Regions from separate parts of the Rattus norvegicus genome. Here region 1 is linked to region 2. The links are chromatin contacts, called in public Hi-C maps. All regions are on one chromosome and are shown on one strand. The core of a region is the stretch at or near the end of the contact, and the rest is flanking DNA. Distances in the headings are between cores, read along the strand shown.

What was found. A called contact is a pair of places that touch in the nucleus more often than the background predicts.
Region 1: a contact with region 2 is called in a Hi-C map of Schwann cells, with 6 times the contacts expected there. The contact joins the promoter of Ubiad1 here to the enhancer-like site in region 2. A contact is called at or near these places in 9 of 12 Hi-C or Micro-C datasets (Schwann cells, frontal cortex, hepatocytes and 4 more) and 1 of 1 datasets of contacts at active chromatin or transcription factors (oligodendrocytes).

The regions. Positions count from the first base shown.
Region 1 is chr5:164,159,791-164,166,777 of GRCr8, reverse strand. It overlaps Ubiad1 (UbiA prenyltransferase domain containing 1), which reads left to right and starts at 3,378. Exons shown (of 2, transcript NM_001107993.1): 1 at 3,378-4,209. The coding sequence starts at 3,681.
Region 2 is chr5:163,876,666-163,883,021 of GRCr8, reverse strand. It overlaps Fbxo2 (F-box protein 2), which reads right to left. Exons shown (of 6, transcript NM_053511.2): 2 at 3,529-3,906; 3 at 3,044-3,173; 4 at 2,879-2,974; 5 at 2,194-2,323; 6 at 1,514-1,993. The coding sequence ends at 1,859. Among named protein-coding and RNA genes, the nearest start is that of Fbxo2, 3.8 kb to the right of the region's middle. Within about 2 kb of position 1,326, at least 42 of the 93 cell types and tissues checked have an H3K27ac peak or open chromatin away from gene starts, as enhancers often do. A contact at or near this core is called in Schwann cells and prefrontal cortex, where this site is marked.

The DNA of each region.
Region 1 (6,987 bases), core at 2,129-4,628, 280 kb before region 2:
TAATAATAATACAGATAAATACTAATAAGGTAAAGATTTCCAATGAGTTAAAAAATGTTAAATGTTTTAAAATTAAAAAAGGAAAAATGCCCCAAAGTACAAGTTAGACAACGCTTTATAAGACATTGATACACTTCCTAGATATTAAATTGGAGAAATGCCAACTAAAATGTAATGAGATTTGAGGAAGGCACACTTATTAGTTGTACAGTAAAAAGAATTGTTGAAGAAATAAGATTTCAGAATATATCTACGTGCCAGATAGGTGCTCATGGGTGGCCAAGGAACCAAATTGGCAGGTGACCTAAATCCTTTTCCTTGTCACTTTTGGTTAAGGTAATTTATCCTGAAATAAGGCGTTCCTCTGTAAACTGCATTTTCTTCACTATGTCTAACTTTTTTTTTTTTTTTAAAGACAGTGCCTTGCTACACATCCCTGACTGCCCTAAAACTTTGCTATGTAGAGTTCCAGGTGAGGCTGGCTTCCAATGGAATGAACTGGGTGCAGCAAAGAAATCAAAACAAGCTGCCCCATGGGTGGAAAAGGGGAAAGTTTATTTCAAACTGCCAAGGCTGTTTCTTGGGAAAGCAGAGAGAAGCTGGCGGGGGTGGGGTGGGGGGTGGCCATGTGGATGATTTATGTGATGTGGATGGATGGATCTCCAGGGTTATATGGGATGTGTACCTGGGAGAAAAGGAGTCTGGGAGCTGCCAGGAGGGGCTGATGAAGTCTGGAGGCTAACTTCACACCTCAGTCATATGTTAATGGACAGCCACACCTTTTGCCAGAGATAATCAGAATAAGACTCTTTTTAGCAAGTAGGTCCTGTCTTTAAGCTCCTAAGGGAATACTGGTTTTTGTTTAAATGCCAGACTTTGGGGAAAGGAATTTCTCAGGACCTCATACAGACTGCTGTGACCCGCCTCTGTCTGGCCCGCTACCCCCCATCACGGCCCCTTCATCTGAGCTGAGATTACAGGTTTTCACCTCCATGCCCAGCCTCATCTTGATTTTACATTGTTTCTCTTTCCAGTCTTTTGAGACACCTGGTCTCACTAGGTAGCCCTGACTGTCCTGGAACTCACTATGGAAACCAGGCTGGCCCCTAACTCACTGAGATCCTCTTGCCTGGGCTAAAAGGCGTGTGCCACCGTGCCTGGCCTAACGACAGTGTGTTTTTTTCATTTTTTTTTTCAATAATTTTTTAAATTCACTTTACAGCCCGATCACAGCACACACGCGCACGCGCGCGCACACACACACACACACACACACACACACACACACACACACACACACACGCTCCCCGCCTCCAGTCTGTGTATTTAATCAATTCAAGGACCCAGCTCTCAGGAGGCAGAAGCAAGTGGATCTCAAGAGTTCCAGGCCAGCCAGGGTTACATATTACATAGTGAGGCCTGTTAATCCTGCCGGGGGGAAAAGGAGACAACTATGAAATTTCGAGACCGATTTGAAGCAAATTTGATTTTGTTAGGGTACACCCAAGAGCTGCCAGGGACTGCCTCCTAAATCAGGTTAAAGGGAGAGACCAGTCCTGAGAGTCTTTTCTTGAGCCCCTTTTAAAGAGTAAAATCACAAGTGTGTGTGTGTGTGTGTGTGTGTGTGTGTGTGTGTGTGTGTATACATATATATATATATATATATATATGTATACATACATATCTGTGTACTTGATATTTCTCCAGTGTGATGCATAAGAAACCAATATTATAATTTAAAAACATTTTGAAATTAATTGGATACCTTGTTAACAAGTATTTATACATCTGTAATCCTGGCGCTTAGACAACCGAGGCAGGAGGATCTTGAGTTCCAGGCTACATTTGCTGCTGTGTCAAAAAAGTAAGAGAGGGCCAGCAAGGGAGCTCAGGGATAAAGGCACTTGCCATCAAACCTGAAGACCTGAGTTCAAAGCCCAGAGCCGTGGTGGTGGAAGGGGAGAACCCAGCCCTGTGACTGGTCCTCCGACTTAGCATTTGTGCACCACACCCCCAACAAAGAAATGTTTAAAGAAGCAAAGTAACATTAAAATGTAAAATGTAAAGTAAGTAGTGGAGAGGAAGCTCACTCGTGGAGTACTTGGTGTTCTTTCACAGGCCCCAGGTTCAGTTCCCGTGTCTGGTACTTCACAACAGCCTGCAAGGCGTAGGGTTGAGATGGTAGATTATCTGCCTAGCGTGTGGAATCCCCAGCACCACACACAATACCTCGTGTGTGGGTGGATGCTTGCAATACCAGCAATCAGGAAGAAGTTCAAGGTTGGGTCGGACTTTCAAGGTCATTATGGGCTACACTGCCAATTTCCAGACAGCCTGGGCTAAGTACCCTGTCTTTTTATTACTGGATTTTATGTCGATGGGTGGCTTGCCTGCATGTATATCTACTGTGATCTTGCATGTATGCAGGCTTGGTGCCTTTAGAGGCCAGAAGAAGGGGCCAGATCTCCTGGGAATGGAGATACAAAGAGTTGTGAGCTCTTAGGTGGGGTAGGACTCGAACCCTGCTCCTTTGGAAGGGCACCCCAGTGACCTTAGCCACTGAGCCATCAGCCCTGGCCCTGTCTCCAAAAACAAAACAAAAAAAATCTTGTAGGTCTTTACATCTCAGTACACAGAAAACTTCCTTTTCCTTCTTTACAGCTATAAATGCATATTCCATCACATAGTAACCATACTTCATTTTCCAAGCTCGTTGTTTATGAATCCTTCTTTTTTCTTCTTCCCGTCTCTCCTCTCGTCTCGTCTCCATTTCCTTCCCATTCCTCTTCCCTTTCCTCTTCACCATTTCCTTTTTGCAGGGTGTAGTGGCATACACCTTTACTCCTAGCTCTCAGGAGACAAGAGGAAGGCTATCTCTGGGTTCAAGGCCAGCCTGGTGTACAGAGGGACACCAGGACAGCCAGGGCTACACAGAAAAACCTTGCCTTGAGAAACAAAAAGACAATCTCATGAAGCTTGGGTTGACCTCAAACTCACTATCTAATAAGGGATTAAGGGATTGTCCTTGAATTCTCTTCCTGTCGTCATCTCCCAAGTTAGTTTGTAGGACCACAGAGATGAACCACCAGCTCAGCATGTGCACACTATGACCAAAGTAGGATTTATTGGGGGTAATCTCTCCCTCACAATGAGTCTTATTTCTTATTTTAGTAAGTGAACCTGCCCAGTATAACGCAAAGCGACACGCCCTGAAATTCTTGGAGTGCTAAAACAGTAGGTTTTTTTCCAGTGACTTGCTTGCTCTTAGAACCCGCGCTCTGACCTTTGACCACGCCCTTCTCTGATCACGCCCCTCGCCGGCCTTCACCCGGCCCTGCCCACCCAGGCCTGTGTTTCCCGGCCGGCCTCCTGAGGCCGACGCACAAGATGGCGGCGCCGATGGCCCGCTGGAAGTTGCGGGCCGAGGCCGGCTATTGAGTTGTGGCACAGGGAAAGGGACCCCAGACAGGTCTCGCTCAGGTGACAGGTGAGCGGGCAGCGCCGCTGACCCCGTGACGGTGCATGGCCTCCTCGTTGCTGTCTCCAGTTTTTACCGCCCCCCAAACCCTGCCCCGGGGCGGAACCAAAGGTCAGGCCAGTCTGTCCCGCCTATCTTCGTCTCGGGGCGGTTCCCGTGAGTGGCTCACTTTTAGAATTGAGTTTAGCCACGTGTAGCTTCCATGGCTGCGGTACAGGCCCCGGGGGAGAAGATTAATATCCAGGCAGGAGAGACGACCCAGGTCGGGGACACGGACCAGCAGAGGAACGACTGGCCTGAGGAGGACAGGCTTCCAGAACGATCCTGGAGACAGAAGTGCGCCTCCTATGTGTTGGCCCTGAGACCCTGGAGCTTCAGTGCCTCACTCACTCCTGTGGCCCTGGGCAGTGCCTTGGCCTACAGATCCCAGGGTGTCCTGGATCCCAGGCTGTTGTTGGGTTGTGCAGTGGCCGTCCTGGCTGTGCACGGGGCTGGCAATTTGGTCAACACTTACTATGACTTTTCCAAGGGCATTGACCACAAAAAGAGTGATGACAGGACTCTGGTGGACAGAATTTTGGAGCCCCAGGATGTTGTTCGATTTGGAGTCTTCCTCTACACCTTGGGCTGTGTGTGTGCTGCTTACCTCTACTACCTATCCACCCTGAAACTGGAGCACTTGGCTCTCATCTACTTTGGAGGCCTGTCTGGCTCCTTTCTCTACACAGGAGGTAAGAATCGGCCTGTTTCCTGCTCTGAGGTCCCCAGTTGCCTGAACTGGAAACTGCCACTTTCCGTAGGAATTGTAGAAGTGTCAAAGACGCCTTACTAAGGTAGGCCGCTTGACTGGTGATCAAAACTGTCTGTATTGTGGGTACTTTGAAACCTTAAGTTGTGAAGATTCTGGCTTGGTAGTGAACATTACTCACCCACTGAAGACACGGCTTAGCCTTTAAGATCTCTTACGGTAGGGAGCTGGAAATACCCCTACAGTTGGCCGAACAGTTAAGAGCACTGACTGCTCTTTTAGAGGCCTTGAGTTTCCTAGCAAACACATGGTGTCTCACGACCAACTAAAATGGGATCTGATGCCCTCTTCTGGCATGTCGGGATACATTGCAAACAGAGCATTCATATACGTAAAATACAGAAATAAATAAACCTTGATACTTACCTGGCAAGGGAGATGGCATGATCTCAAAGGAGTTCAAAGGCTGAGGCTTATCTGTTGCAGTCCAATATGCTGATCCCTGTGATTTCCCCAAAGATGGGAACTCAAAGGCAACTGTACCTAAAAAACTGTGTGTGTGTGTGTGTGTGTGTGTGTGTGTGTGTGTGTGTGTGTATTATTGCTCTTATAGAGGACCCAGGTTCAGTTCCCAGGACCCATGCTGACAAACATTTAACTTTAGCTTCATGAGATCCAACACCCTCCTGGAGCCTCGGCGGGCATCAGCACACATGTGCACACACACATCAATACAATTCTTAGAACAACCAAAAAAAAAAAAAAAAAAAACCCATAGCGTGGGCTGGCAAAATAAGATAATGGCCCCCACCACAGAGCCTGGTGACCTGAGTTAGATCTCCAGGATTCATAGGTTAGAAGGGGAGAACCAACTTATGAAAACTGTCCTCAAAACTCTTACGCACCCACTCAAAATAAAAACGGCAATGCGTAATAAGAAGGCATAGTATGACAACTATGTAAGTTACTAACGTCGTCATTTAGTCTGTCTTTCTGCCATCTTCCCTTTCAGTCTTTTGGGACCATTGTGTGTCTGGTCCTTCACTAACTGAAGTGTGATGCAGTGCGTAACCAGGTGTAAGAGGTGGTAAGTGCCATGGCGCAGGGCAGAGAAGGGGACAGGTGACTGCTTTAAGTCGTTTGATTGGTATGATGGCAGTGAGAGATGGTGGAATTGGTCATGGGATGCCTGCGAGTAGAACTCTAGGTAAAGGGAGCCGCAAGGGCCAAAGCACCTGCGTAATAGGAAGAAATGCACTGTGTGCACGGGGGAAGCAGTCCAGGGGTGTAGAAGAAGAGAGGAAGACGTGTCTGGGTAGGGGTAGGCAGGCTTGCAGGCTGTATAGGCCCTTTGGGCTCATGCACGTCTTTACCCTGAGGCGCAGGAGCCATTGCAAGGCAGTGAACAGCAGTATGGAGTCATGGTTTGAAAGAATCTCTCTGGCTGGGATTAACAGATGAGCATGGTGGACAAGGGTGGGAAACAAAGGCCCAAGTCAGAGGCCGTGAGCAGTCCAGGCAAGATGTTCAGTGGCTTGCATCGAGGTGGTGGCCACAGGAAGGTGAGCCAGGTTCCGAATGGACTTTGGAGGTAGACAGCGTTGGCCAGTGGACTGGATCTTAGGTAGAGACACCACAGAATTAAGCTTGACTCAATCAGGTTTGGCCTGAGCCACTGGAAGGGTACAGTTGATGTTGTCCTGCCACACAGAGGAGAAAGGCAAGACTTGGAGGGAAGTCAGATCGACTCTGGACATCCTAATGTCTGCTAGAGCTCCAAGTGGAGATGGGAGAGGGTAGTTGGATAAAGCAGCCAGGGGTAAGGAGGAGACTTGGGCTAAAGAGACAGATATTTGGAAATCATTGGCTTATAGATAAAATAGGGTTGGTCAGATGGTTAGAGAGAGTGTTGGTAAAGAGCACAGGACCTCCAGCCTAAGAGGAGGGAAGATGAGGCCCATATAAAGGAGACTGAGGGAGTGGGAGGAAAATAAAAGACAGTAGTTGCCCGCAGCCAGGTGTAAAGTTAGGGCAATTCAAAAAGTTGAGGCAGCTAGGCCGTGGTGGAGTGTGCCTTTAACCCCAGCACTTAGGAGGCAAAGGCAGACAGATCTTGAGTTTGAGGCTAACCTGGTCTACACAGTGAGTGAGTTCCAGGATAGATAGGGCTACACAGAGAAACCCAGTCTCAAAAAAAAAAAAAAAAAAAAAAAAGACCAATAACAAAAAATGTCTGAGGCAGAGGCAGGCAGATCTGTAATACCTACATGGGAGAATGAAGCAGAAAGTTTCATGTAAGTCACACAAACACTCACACACACACTTGAGGATAGCCTTAGTTACATAGTGAGGTTCTGCCTCAAGAAAAAAAAAAAAAGTTAAAGGAAACCTGTAGGCCGCTGTGGTAGAAAGTGTAAGGGCTGTTGAAGGAGAGCCTTCTGTGTTCCTCAACTTTCCATTGCTGTGTCAAACACCTGAAATAATCAGCTTATTGGGAGGAGAGGCTAATTAGCCTAGAGGCTGCCAGTTTACGGTTCGTTGGCCTATGACTCGGTGTTCATGGCTGGGATCCATGCTGAGGAAGTCTAGTTATCTTTTGTCTGGGAGCGAATAGAGGAAGAGGAGTAGGCTAGATCCAGGTCCCAGTGTCTCCTCCACGTACACATCCCGTGACTGGAACCCCCTACTCTTTTTTTTTTTTTTTTTTTTTTGGTTCTTTTTTTCAGACCTGGGGACCAAACCCAGGGCCTTGCGCTTCCTA
Region 2 (6,356 bases), core at 77-2,576:
CCTACCCTTCATCCCTCGGGGCTCTTTGGTGGATTCCTGACCCTCCAGAAGCCATTTTTTTTTTTTTGCCTAGAGGCAGAAAGGCTGACCTCAGAGCTTTGGGCTCCCTCCTCTGAGACAGGTAGGCTACACACACACACATCCCAGTCCTTTGCCCTAAAGCTCCACCTGACCTAACATTTATTTCAGCCCAGGAGCTCCTGAGTTCACACTTCCTCCCACTATGCTGCGCCCAAGGTCACCAATTGCTTCCCTTATGGTTAGCAACTAAGGTGGGTATGGACCTTGCCTTCACCACAGACTTGGGGTTCCTTTAGAAAGGACTGGGGTGAACGGGGAACTGGAGAGTTTGGAGTGGGACTGGAGAGATGACTTGGAGGTTAGGAGCACTTGCTGTGATTCCAGAGGAATCATGTTCAGGTCCCAGCAGTTACGGCAGGCTCATAACCACCTGTAATTCCAAATGCGGGTGATCTGATGCTTTGGGGGGGCACCAGAACACATGTCACACACACACATACACACGCGCACACACGCACGCGCGCACACATGTAGACCCGGAAGACCCAACACAGAGACTTAGCAATTAGACAGAAGGGTCACAGCACCACCAAGGCAAACAAACCTCAGCTCAAGCGACTGCCCCACCTCACCAGCAGGTGGCACCAAACCTCCGAATAAAAGATGAAAGCAGAGCGGGAGGTGGGTGTGTGTGTGTTGCTATATTAGAATACCAGTGACAAGACCTCTCCTCACCCCCAGTCAGCCATGGAGCATTCTGGGAAGGAGCTGGGATGCTAGAAAGCAAGTAGCCTAAACCTACAGCTTAACACACTCTTCCCACAGCAGTATGGTGCAGGGAGCCAGCTTGTAGATAAAACCAATACTATCCTGGCCAGGAAAGTTAATATGAATCAGAGATGAATAAGAAGAGTAGCCAAGGGGTTGGGGATTTAGCTCAGTGGTAGAGTGCTTGCCTAGGAAGCACAAGGCCCTGGGTTCGGTCCCCAGCTCCGAAAAAAAAAAAAGAAGAGTAGCCAAGATTCTTCCTCCCAGTGTCGTGTGTGTGTGTGTGTGTGTGTGTGTGTGTGTGTGTGTGTGTGTGCGCGCGCGCGCGCGCCACAGCCTTCATCTCTAGGCCCAAGAGAATGTGTATCCAGACCTGTTGGGGTCCCTGCCAAACTGCTCCAGAGAGGGGTAGGAACAACGCAGCAAGACATAGCCTAACTACTGGGCCAAGAGGGACAGTTGGGCAGGCACCCCACACTCCTTTACCAAGCCCTGTTGTGGATTCTGGGCAGCTTGGATGTCCTCAGGCGCCAGGCTCAGCCAGCCCCTCCTCAGACTCACAATCCTAGCCTTTGTCCGCTGGTCTGCACAGGCTCAGCTGGCCCCACACCAACCCAAGAGCCCCTGGAAACCGGAGCAGCTGGACTGCCACCAAGTACTTTTCCAGGCCGGGCCAGGGACCCTGGGGAGACCGAGAGCGATGAGGAGGCGGGAGATGTCCATTCATCTGCGCTTCCATTGTTGCCTTCTTTGGACAAATATTTATTGAGTGCCCACTCTGAGGCAGGCACAATGCTAGGTGCGCGGGATCCAGCAGCAGCCCCATTCCCCCCTCGGATCGGATCGTACATTCTAGAAGCGACTGCCCATGGGGATGCAAATGGAAGCCATCCCACAGTAAAAGCAACAAATCCTTCTCTCCCCTCGGGGACCAGACTGGAGGAAGGGGCGGGAGAGAGGCAGGTGCAAGGCGTAGACGAGGCAGGTGAGGACGCTACCAACTAAATTAAGGCCATTCTACTCCAGGATTCTGCCCTAGAGGGCAGATGGTGGGGATAGGGGAGGTCCCTCAGGGTTCCACCCACACGCTACTGTTGGTCACCCGGGCCCCGAACCAGCCCTTCCAGTAGACCGAGTCCTGCCCTCCGTGCTCGAAGCGGACGTAGCGGACGCCTGGCCCGTAGTCGGTGAAAGTGTGGGAGATCTGGGGGTGAAAAGGTACCGCGTCAGCCTCAGGGGTCTAAGGCTGTCCCCTGCCGTCCCACTCGGGCGCAGCGCCTCGACCCTAGCTCTGATTGTGGGCTAACGGGGACCACACTCTCAGCGTCCAAACGCTGCGGATGGGGTTTCCACACGCTCCACCCGGAATGTCCCATCCCTGCCCCCTCGGCCCAGCAGGATCACCTCCATCCAGCTGCCATCCTCTGGCACAGCCACCTGTCCCGTATTGAACTCCGCCAGCACATCTTCATGCTCCGACAGCAGCCTCACAGTGAGCTCATACAGGCTGCCGGCATCCGTGCGGCCCGAGTACCTGCAGGGGAGTGCGGGACACAGGGCCCACCTGCTCAGAGCCTCACTCTGCCAGAGATCTCTTAGGCCCAACCCAACATCCCTGCCGGGCCAGTGTCCCGCAGTGTGCCCATTTCACAGATAAAGAAGCTGTGGCCACAGAGAAGAGGAGGCTGGGCCTGCAGAGCCAAGCTCAAAATGAGCCAGACCAAACCTTGGAACCAAATCCATCCTAGGGGGTACACATTGTAGGGACGGTCACACGGACACAAATAGGAATGTGTGTGTGTGTGTGTGTGTGTGTGTGTGTGTGTGTGTGTGTGTGTGTACACGTAGGAGGTAAGCAAGCCTTAAGTTATTAGTAATATCCTTGCCTTGACTTAAACGCGGGCATATGCACAACCTGTTCGCTAACATTTTAAACTCAAGGGAGGAATAGCATCCCACCCGTTGCCAACCCTTGCAGACCCGTGTCCCACGTGGCCACGACACTGCAAGTGTGGCAAAGGGCCAATCCTTCCACTACCACCATTTCCCCTTCCCCTCCAGTCCCGAACCCACCCTAACAGCTGCTCACCAGTCCTTCACCACGATGGCGGGCTGGGTGGTGTCCAGTAGCTCCTCCCAGTAGCCCTCAGCCTGCAGATCAATGACCTGCGCTTTGCGACACCACCTGGGGGAACAGGCGTCAGGACCCGGTGGGCCCCGCTTTCCCCTCCCACTCCCCCTTGCCCCTTCTTACTCGAAGGAGGAGGCGAAGTACTTCTTAACGCTGTCGTCGTGGGTAAATTCCACCCCACTGTCTCCGGGCAGTTCCTCCACTCTCCAGCCGTCCCCACCGTGCTCCACGTCGCACCAGCCCTCCAAGTCCTCTGTAGGGATACGACAGCCCCACCCTGGTCACACAGCCCCTTGCTTGAGGCTGGCTCTTGCTCTGGCACTGGGAGTCAGAGTGGGCATGGGTACTTTCTCAAGGTCTCAGTGGGCAGACGACGAGTGACGGGAATGTAGGCACCTCCATTCTACCCCAGACTCAGTGTCCACAGGACCTGTCTTGCCCTAGTTCACTGAGAGTGGATGCCCTGGGAAGAGATACCCAAGGAAGAAGAGGGATATTCCAGGCTAGACCTTGCACCAAGTGCTTCATATCATTTAACCTTGAAGCGGGCTGGCACCGAGGGCGGTTTTCTAGAAGGGACAGTGGGCATCCAACTGTGTGGCCCTCACCTTCCCCACACGGGTTACGCAGCAGGTTGCGCCTCCTCTTGCTCAGAAAGTAGAACTGTTGCCAGTGGTCCCGCTCGTCATCAGCGCTGCCCTCAGGCACCAGCCCCTCCTGCTGACACTTGAGCAGCCACAGTGGGGCGCCGTCCACCAGCTCCTTCCAGCGCAGGCACACCAGGCGGCAGGCTTGCACTAGCTCCGTAGCGGGCAGCTCTGCCAGCACGCGCAGCAGCAGTGGCTCAGGCAACTCGGCAAGGTACTCCACGGCCTCTGTCTCTTCCTCCTCCTCCTCCCTGGGCTGCTCCTCCTCCGCACTCGCCTCGGCGCCCGCCTCCTCAGGCTGCTCCTCCGGGCTCGCCTCTTCGGGGTGGCTCACACTCTCTGCGGGTCAGGGAGTAAGGGAAAGCTGTGACTGTCAAACTGTGCCACTCCACGTCCCACTTTGAGTAAGCCACAGCAGGGGGCCAGAGGTTTTTAACCGGGACTTGCTGGCTCTCGCCTATAATTCCAGCAATCGGGAGGCAGAGTGTGAGTGTGAGGCTAACACGTGATACTGAATTCCAGAAGGAGCACTGTGTCTGTCTGACTCTCTCTCTCCCCCTCCTTCTCTCCCTCTCTCTCTCTCCCTCTCCCTCTCCCTCTCCCTACCCCCCTCACATACACACAACACACACAAGTTCTGCGGCCCTAAACTGTGCCCAAAAAGGAAGACCACTCAAGACCACAGATACTCTCCCACTCCCCCTAAACCAGAAGAATTGCTTCAAATGCTGCTTCCCCCTGCAGGACTTACAGACACCCACAGGGATCTGGGATTACTGATGGCTTTGTACTGAGGGGTCAGTTCTCCTAAGCACCCTCCCAGACCTCTGGGTCCCTCCCATCCTCTGGGGAGCCTTCCTGGACATACTTTTAGCATACAATCTCCCAGCACAAGTTCACAATCAAGGACTTTCTAGCTTCTGTACTTGGTCTGGTTGTTTGATAACAACCTTTGTGTGCAATGGACTAGCCTCAAGGATGTGGCCTGGGAAACACCACTTCTGTCCCTGTGTAGAGCCAGGAGCTACTGTATTTTACCAGTGCCTATCAAGAGCAAGGTACTGCCCTGAAGATTGGAACTACTCCCTAAATCCTCAAATCATCTCCTCCAGGCTGGGCCCAAGTCTGCTTCATGAGGGGACAAAGAGGCTTTGGTACTGTGGGTGAACATGCTCAACTGTGGATATAAAGTGATTTTGTGTAGGTCACACTGTCAGTATTAGGGTGGGGGACTCAAGCGCTATGGGTGAGGAGAACAGGCTAGAGACCCAGCTATCCCCAGCCAATATTGTATAAGGAGGGGAAGGAAAACAAAGAGAGGTACTGGGTGATTGGGGAAGAGTCTTTCCTCCTTCCTTTCCCATCCTTTGTCCTCAATCTCCTCATCTGTGAAATGGTGTCATCGTTGTGTCAGACCATCAGACTTATAGTGAAATTCATCCCCTCCCCACAGAGGAAGGAGCAAGGCAACAGGGGTAGTCATAGCCACTCTTGCTAAGTCAGTGGGAACTCCTGACCCTACAGAGGGAAGTGGGCACCAGGAAAAAAAAGCACCGTCTCCCAGGCTGGGTTCTTGAGGTCAGTCCATTGAATACCCAGGATGGTGTGGGCAGCTGTGTATCTCTTGGATCTCAGCCCGCCTCATCTGGGCCACCGAAGAAGCCTTGAGTAAGCAGACACTGAGTGCCTAGTATCTCTAAAGGAGAGAGGGCCAGTGGGGAGGGGACCCAGCCATCCTGGGTAATGGAGGCCGCTTCTCTCAGAGTTCCTGAAGACTGGACCCTGAAAAACCAAGGAAATAAGGGGAGCAGGCCTGTGTCAGGTGTCAGGGGAGGGACAGATGGCCAGGTCCCTAAATCCCCTCTAAGGTGTTGCAGCCAGTATCACTACACTGTCTGACCCAGGAAAGCTGAATCAGGATTTCCCCTCTTTCTTTAGAGCACACAACGAATCCTCCATCAGCCATGGTGAATTGTTTACACACACACACACACACACACTCACACACACACACACCCCGGATAGGGGAAGGAGAAAGAGGGAGGGGGAGGGGAAGGGAAAGAGAAGGAGAGAAAACTACTTTCCCTGCATTTCTAACGTGTTTTGGTCATGTTTTCTTAAGTAGGTGTTTATCCCTCCACTGGGAATGAGAAAACAACGGGCACAGAGAGACCTAGCATTTCTTCCAGGTTCCACCACAGGACATCATCAAGCAGAAAGAAAAAGAGTGGTCCCTCCTGCTTCCAACAGCTCTGAAGAGCTGGGCCCACTGTCCTCACCTCTCCACCAGCACCCCAGCCCTGCCCTGGCCCCAGCAGATACCTGATGCTCTCAGGAAAGGTGTACCTCACCCAGTCCTCTCTCCTGGCCCCTAGACCTGGCATTGAGGCCCCAGATCGGATTACAGCCCGCCCCCCTGCTCCTTTGCACACAATTTGCCACATTGTTACGCTAGGAAAGTTATCTAGCCCTGGATGCTGACCCCAAGCTGACTTGCTCACCTGGGTTGGGCCTCTGAGTCCAGGGACTTCCTGGGCCCAGGGAGAAATCTGGGGCCCTGTAGATGATGTTGAAGCGAGACACTGACTGAGAGTGGGGCTTGGGGAGGGGGGTGGACGGGGTTCAGGGATGAAGGGAAGCCTGACCACCTTGAGTTCATCTATTCCCTCACCTCCCTTAAAGAGCGACCACTCTGGGTGTGGTTAGTGAGGAAGGGGCGAGGGTCATGGCAAGCAGGTCTGCTCCCCAGTCTGACTCAGCAAGCCACCCCCTATAGGCCCAGCAGGGAG